Regions from separate parts of the Mus musculus genome. Here region 2 is linked to region 1. A link is a contact called in public HiChIP or PLAC-seq data. All regions are on one chromosome and are shown on one strand. The core of a region is the stretch at or near the end of the contact, and the rest is flanking DNA. Distances in the headings are between cores, read along the strand shown. Region 1 holds the start of Aspg (asparaginase). Region 2 holds the start of Tmem179 (transmembrane protein 179).

Region 1 (3,694 bases), core at 1,060-3,559:
GCCTTGGCAGGACTCCCCACCCAGTGTTGGGCACTGTTTACCAGAAGGTACACGAGCTGTTACAACAGCGACAATATAAACAGCTTCTCTGTAGCGGAAGCCACCACTCCCACTCACAAGGGGCCAGGACCCACATAAAGTGGGGCCACGCTGGTTAATCATTCATGCCAGTGGGGCCATCCAGGACAGGCAGGGCCTGCAGCCCACAGTTCAGCAACCTCATAGCAGGGCACACAGGGCTGCGACATTGCCTGAGCCCCAGGTTCCAGGCTTAGGCTTTACCCAGTTTGCCTTGCTTTGGGTTCTGCCTCATTTCCAGAAATGAAAATCTCCCTTTTTTAGAAAGTTAAGGTGCCCATTCCTATCTGCCACACATGAGGCAGGCCCAAGGCTCTAAGACCTAGCACTGACTGCCCATTTGTGTGTGTAGATCCCCCTCGAGGCCATCAAAAGCCACATCTCTTTTCTAGTTCTCCCTTGTTCCCAGAGGACTAAGCCCAAGGCTCCCAAAAATTGCTCTAAAGAGTGACAGTGGTGGCACACGCCCTTAATCCCAGCACAGGCAGAGGCAGGCGGATTTCTGAGTTCGAGGCCAGCCTGGTCTACAGAGTGAATTCCAGGACAGCTACGGCTATACAGAGAAACCCTGTCTCGGAAAAAAAAAAAAAAGTGGAAAGGGTCAGAAGCTGTAGGCCGTGGGATCCCATGAGGGCCTGGGATGGGTTTCTGGATAAGCTGGTCTGGGGAGCAGAGCCCTCAGCTTAGAACCGTACTGTCCTGGGGTCTGAAGCCTGCTGCCATTTTGATCTCCTTGGGTGGTGTGTCTGCCACCCTGAGGAAGGAGCTTCTAAACCAGGCAGATGCCTGTTGGCCTCCGTCTCTTCCCAGGGCTTGCATATCCCCGGGGGGTTCGTAAGGGGCCTAGAAGACCTTCACCCATCTGAAAACCCACACCTTACTGACCTGGGCCTTCAAGGATTCATTGCACTTTCCTGACCCATCATGTTCTTCCACTGTAGCACACACGGGGACATCCAAGGGGCACGAGGCACAGTGTCACCACAGGTGGGACTGTGCGCAGAGTCCACTGGTCCCTTAGCTTGGGCCACACCAATTAGGTTCAACAGGACTGAAGTCGCCCAAGTGTCAAGCCGAGAGGGGAAGAGTCCAGGTGGGACAAGGTCCCGGTGCATAGGGCCAGTCCCTGTTCTAGGCAGTTCTGAAGCCTCCTCTCTAAGCTGTGTGCTGGGTTCCTCTCTCCTTTCCTCACACTGCACGTCCTGGTCTGGCCACACTTCTTCCTCAGCCCAGCAGCCACTCCTTCCAGGAGCCTGTGTTCTCAAAGGAGCCCTCAGAGAGTGGCCCCACTACAACCCAACAGCACACACGGTGCCCACTGCAGTAACTGACCCGCTAGCGTTCAGCTTCTTAATGGGTGCTGTTGCTTTGTCATCAGTCCAGTGAAGGCTAAGCAAATTGGCCACGACCTCACCTGCTAGTGGGGTGTCCCCGGGGGGCATTCCCCAGGTTGTCTCGACCAGAGGCAGCAGAATGTGTCAGAGGACAGACTTCCAAGCCCCTGACCCTGGTGCCCAAGCTCCTTGAGCAACCAGCTTGGCCCTCAGTTTAGGAAAACTAAAGGTTCTCTGCAGGGAGAGAGCAGGCAAGCAGCTCTGCCTGAGGCAGTGTTAGTCCCTCAGAGGAAGCTAGCTCACCCTAAGGGCTTTCATAGGCTAGAAGGTGTGGAATGTTCCAGCATCCTTCCCAGCGCCCCAGGCACAGAACAGAGCAGCCTTCCATGGTCCCTCCTCCCCCCATGAGTCTCATGGCTTCAGGGATAGATAACTTCAGGTCAGGAACATTTACTCTGCCCCTCACCCTTTCTAGGGCCGGGGCTCCAGCCACCAGAGCTCCCAGAGGAGAAAGGGTCCTTTCTCCCCTTTCAAGAGACAGCCCCAGAGTTCCCAGTGGCCCAGCCCTGAGGTTGTTCTGCTTAGGGCGTGGGGACACAGACTTACCTCCGCCTTCGCTCCGCATGCCGATGGTGCCGCCAGTGTAAATGGCCAGCAGCCGCCGCTCTGGTCCCATAGCACGCGCCATGGCTGAGACAGCTGGCTCCTCAGTGGGGACAGAGCCAAAGGGAAAACAAGACCGGGAAGCGGAGGGGACTGCAGGGTGGGGCTTACTGGAGGTCTGGGGCTCCTCTGGTTGGTGGGAATTGAAGATCCAAGGTAGGCTGGACCTCGGGGTGTGGAGGAGGAGTCACCTTCAAAGTAGAGAGCGGGACACTTGGACTCTTGTAAAGGGCAGGAAGAATGTCTGCTAGGGATGGGCTGAGACCATAGGAGGGTGGGGCCTCAAAAAGGGGCGGGTTTTCTGGGTTTGCCTTACCTAACTCAGGCCAGGGACCTCCAGAATGCCCAGTCAGGGCCACTCTCCAGTCCCAGTCTAGACACTCTCCACAAACTCCTTGAGTCTCTGAGGGTCCGGTCTCACTTGTGATCTAGAGGCACCAGGAGGGCAGGGAAATGCAGGAGCAGGGTCTTAAGAGCTAGGAGATCCTGATGCAGAGATAGCACACCTACTGTGTTCCTGAACTTGGAGCAGACCCAGCCCTTCAGAGGGAACTGAGCACCATCTCCAGAAATGTCCCCTCCCCAGAAATGTCCCCTCCAGACTACTTTAGGCAAAGGTGGGGCTGTCTCAAAAGGGATGGTGGGCAGCGATCCCCTGCCCTGATTACTTGCTGGGAGCTCAGGCCCAGAGGTTGAGAGTTAAAGATCTCAGTGGCACAGGTTCAGAGCCTAATTGAACCTCGTGGGGTGGGGGTGGGGGTGGGGACATGATGTTTTGCTATGTCTTTAGTCTCTCTGTTTTTTGAACACCCAAATCCAACCTATAATAGCACCCCTGGAGACCCTACTTATCCCCTTGTGCATCTCCTTCAATACTGATCTGTCACCCAGGACAGACCCCACCCTGTTAACACAATTTGACTTACAAACCCAGAATACCAAGTCTGACTAGGAGCAGGCCATCTCTGCTGATATCCCAGCTCAGAAGCTAAAGCCACGAAGGAACCAGGAGGAGTCAGCGGTCAAGTTCTTGTTCAGGGAACTCAGCTCTTGTTCTTCTTGAGTTTGCCCTCCAGAGACAGGATGGCAAGGGGTTAAATGCTATGGTGGGGACAGTAGCGGCTGTAAACAGGGCACAAAGAAGGTGATAGTGCTTCCACAGGTGACCAAGGTCTCCGTGTAGAGCTGCCATGGTGACAGAGTCAGGGCAGAATGGGACAAACATGTCAGGCAGTATGAGCAGGTACCCAGGTCTAAGGCTAGAACAACACTGGCTGGTATTTGCCAACTTGACACAAGCTAGTCATTTGGGAAGAGGGAACCTCAACTGAGAAAAGGCTTCCATACAACTGGTGTGGGAGGGGCCACCCACCGTGGGTAGTACCACTCTTAGGCAGGAGGTCCTGGGGGTACATAAGAAAGCAGGTTGAGAAAGCCATGAGGAGCAAGCCTGTAAGCAGCACTCCTCCATAGCTTCTGCGTCAGTTCCTGCCTCCAGGATCCTGCCTTGTGGCAGTCTAAGTTGTGGAAGCATAAGCCAAATTAACCCTTTCCTCCCTAGTTACCTTAGGGCATGGTGTTTCTCACAGCAATAGAAGCTCTAACTTAAAACACAAGAG
Region 2 (3,633 bases), core at 50-2,549, 400 kb before region 1:
GTAAAAACCAACCAGATTGAAAGCCCTGCTCAGGAGAAGGGTCTGCAGAGTTGATGTGTGGACTATCTTCACGATATTGCCAGAGACCAGTTTGGCGACTCCTGCCAACACCACTTGAAGTGTTCGTACCTCATGACCCAGTCATTCTTCTCCTAAGACTTTCATAGAGACTCATGTGCTGCCTGCACAGCTGGCACAGCCGCAGAAAAAGACACCAGGATGTCACACAGCAGAGCCGGAAACAACAGACACTGGAGACGCTCAATGTCCCCCCAGAGAGGGATAGTCACACACAACAGTCAATGTTACGGAATGTTACACAATAACTAGAAAGAAGACCACGGGCTTGCTTGTGCAGACAGGGAATAATGCATACTGTTGGATGACTGAATTGCCTGTAGACACAGGCATAGTATGAAACATTTTTGAAAATTGTGTGTGCGTGGTGCAAAATGTCTGGATGGGTAGACATCAGGTTGTCACGAGTAGTAACGATGTGCCGGAGTGGAGGGAAGAGGAAGAAACTTGGTGTCTTTGTATCACACATATTCCTCATTGTAATTAAAAAAAAAAACAAGCCCATATTACTTTGGCAATAAAACAAAAGGAATTTTTAGTGCCTGAAGCCAAAAATAATGCTGATGTAATCTATATCCAGAAGGATGTCTCTAGGGCTTACTCATCTGGGAATTGGACTAACGGTTACTTGGTATTAAGGGAAACTAGAAAAGTCATTAATTCTATTAATTAATGCACCACCAGCTCCATCACAGCAAAGAGGTCTTAATGAGGTGCCCAGGGCAACCATTATTTATCTTACAAACGCGGAGTGGAGGGCTCTACTGTGGGGCTGAGGGCATGGTTCTCGGAGCACAAACAGATCACGAGTCTGCTCCCGCCTAGGAATACTTGAACCCTTCCTCTTTTCTATCCTCACACCTACCGACCCGACTCTCTGCCTCCCTCCTCCATTCGCTTTAAAGACAAAGGCCCTGGCAAAGGAGTCTGAACTGCACATAGGACTCCATCCTTCTCCTCCTTAGCCTTTCGCTGCTGGTACCCTTCCTGACAGAGTCGGGTTTCCCCAAGCTGACTTAGTAATGCTCACGACCCCTGCCAGGTTTCCATGGCACGTCTCCACCAATGCAGTCTGTCTAGTGTAGTGCTCTGTCTACCTATCCTGCAGCCGCGGGAACTGTCCGCGGTACTGACCGCAGGCGCGCCCCACGCTCGGCCTGTGCGCACGCGTCTGCGCGCAACGCGAGAGACCCGCGGGCGCCGTCATTGCGCAGCCTCCCACGCGGCTCGGGACCGGCCTGCGCGGCGCCGGAGACTCGCGGCCCGGCTTCTGGAGCGATCGCGTCCCTGTCCGGTGGCCTCGCCAGCGGCTCCTCTCATCCTGGCACCACCATGGCGCTCAACAATTTCCTCTTCGCGCAGTGCGTCTGTTACTTTCTGGCCTTCTTGTTCAGCTTCGTGGTGGTGGTGCCATTGTCCGAGAACGGCCACGACTTTCGTGGCCGCTGCCTACTCTTTACCGAGGGTATGTGGCTGAGTGCCAACCTGACGATGCAGGGGCGGGAGCGCTTCACTGTGCAGGAGTGGGGCCCACCGGCTGCCTGCCGCTTCAGCCTGCTCGCCAGCCTCCTGTCACTGCTGCTGGCTGCTGCGCACGCATGGCGCACGCTCTTCTTCCTCTGCAAGGGACACGAGGGGTAAGTTTAGGCCTTTCAGCAGCCCAGCGCAAACTGATGCAACACTCACACGGTTCCTGGCACCTATCAGGCTCTCCTCTCCGGGGCCATGAGCCCCTCCACCTCTCTTGCTGCAGAGGCCTGCAAGTGTCAACACTTTCAGCCTCATTATTTTAAGCAGACTGCCCTTTGTTTACACACAGGCCCAGCGGCTATGAGGCTGTCTGTCCGACCCACATGATCTCTTTCTATTCCCAAGGGATGCATCACTCCGAATTCTCAGTCCTGACCCCTTGGAGCACAGATGTTGCACTGTCATGGCTGCATGTCTGGGCTCTCTTGTTAAGCTAGGCCACACTCCTCGGGACCTGGGACCATTTGCAGTAGTCTTGGGCCTGCACCCCTTTCCTGTGAGTGGGGGAAGGGACTACACTTTGGAAAGAGCGGGTAGTCTTCTATTTTTGCTACTCCTCTTGGGAAAAGATGGCAGAGGATGTCTGTAGAGCTCCTTAAGCTCCCCTTAAGCTGGAGGCATGTACAGTGTGTGTGTGTGTGTGTGTGTGTGTGTGTGTGTGTGTGTGTGTGTGTGTATGTGTGTCTCTCTGTGTGTACTCTGTGTGTGCCTTTATGTGTGTGTGTACTCTGTGTGTATACTGTGCATGTGTCTATATGTCTGTCTGTGTGTGTGTGTGTGTGTGTGTGTGTGGTGGGTGAGTAGGATCTCCTTTGTGTTCCCTGTACCTCCCGAGTTTCTTCACCCTTTTTTTCTTTGTCACCTGTCTGAAGCCAGTAGAATGTGGTCACTTGGTGTCCTCAGCCAACAACAATCAAGAGCCCACCCTCTCCCTGGCTGAGGCTTCCTGGGTCCTGGAATACCAATGCTCCTGCAATAGAGAGTGAATTCCCACGTCCAGCCCTCCCCATCCATGTTTTTAGTTGCTCCCTTGCAAGGAGGTGGGTGACAAGCACGGGTCTCTGAGAACACAAGGATGTAGGAGGCTGGGTGAAGGGGGTTCTTGCTAGTACCACAGATGAAGAACATGAAACAGTTAACGCTCTCACCACAGTAGAGGCCGAGAGTCCAGAATCGAAGTGTCCTTAGAGTTAGAACTAGAGAAGCTCTTTCCTACGCGTCTATTCCTGCTGGCTCTAGCCTCCTGTGTGTTCCAGCCTCTGCCCCTGTTCTTGAATATCCTCTTGCCAGTCTCTGATACTGCTTTTCCTGAGAGAAGATCAAGCAACCATATCCACAGGTAGCAAGGTTAGGACTTGGAAGAGATGCAGTTCAACTCACTATGGTCAGGTTTTGATGGGAGTCTGTTGGAAGCCAGGAGTGGTCCTAAGAGCCTCCAGGTAATGTGGACCAAACTTGGCTGGGAGGATGAGACTCTTCCGTAGGACAGAGTCTTGTCCCTCCTGAGGAGCATTCCTTGACACCAGTCTTTCATTGTTCATATGAATTTGAGAGCTTTTGTCCACAAACTGGGAGTCACCTCACTGTGTGCAGATTGAGGCAGGAGGGAGCACCCTGAGACAGGTGACATGGCGGTGGTCAGTGGGAAGATAGCCTGATCTGACTCCTCTGGCCTTCGGGGCTTTCCTGTAGGAGAGGCAGCCTCATGGCGGACATGGTCTAGCCAGGTTGACCCAAGGGAAGTTCCCTAGGGAGGACCCATGTGTGTGGTCCGTGTATGGGACCACCAGAGGCTGGGGCACCAGGGGCCATGAAGAGCCCCTGCGCTTGCAGGTGGGGATCTTGTTTACACAGGGATGACTGTTCTGCACGAGTCAGGCTACAGACCCAGGCCGTACCAGCATCACGAGGCCTGCAGTTTCCAGCTACCCAGGGCTCCTTTGGGTGTTTGCCCTCCGGCGGAATGGTCCAGGCTGATTGTCTGCTATGCTAAATGGGCTCTGGCTGCCAAGGCATAGAGGTGCA

What was found. HiChIP or PLAC-seq counts read pairs in DNA pulled down with a chosen protein or histone mark.
Region 2: a contact with region 1 is called in an H3K4me3 HiChIP or PLAC-seq map of embryonic basal ganglia, with 5 times the contacts expected there. The contact joins the promoter of Tmem179 here to the promoter of Aspg in region 1. A contact is called at or near these places in 12 of 39 promoter capture datasets (the C10 cell line, the HPC-7 cell line, HPC-7-derived erythroid cells and 9 more), 1 of 15 datasets of contacts at CTCF or cohesin (large pre-B cells), 1 of 484 Hi-C or Micro-C datasets (bone marrow-derived macrophages), 17 of 115 datasets of contacts at active chromatin or transcription factors (the NIH/3T3 cell line, SST interneurons, VIP interneurons and 12 more) and 4 of 9 other capture datasets (adipose tissue, embryonic stem cells, liver and 1 more).

The regions. Positions count from the first base shown.
Region 1 is chr12:112,105,298-112,108,991 of GRCm38.p6, reverse strand. It overlaps Aspg (asparaginase), which reads right to left and starts at 2,309. Exons shown (of 15, transcript NM_001081169.1): 1 at 2,019-2,309. The coding sequence starts at 2,100.
Region 2 is chr12:112,508,826-112,512,458 of GRCm38.p6, reverse strand. Tmem179 (transmembrane protein 179) reads left to right here and starts at 1,299. Exons shown (of 4, transcript NM_178915.3): 1 at 1,299-1,715. The coding sequence starts at 1,411.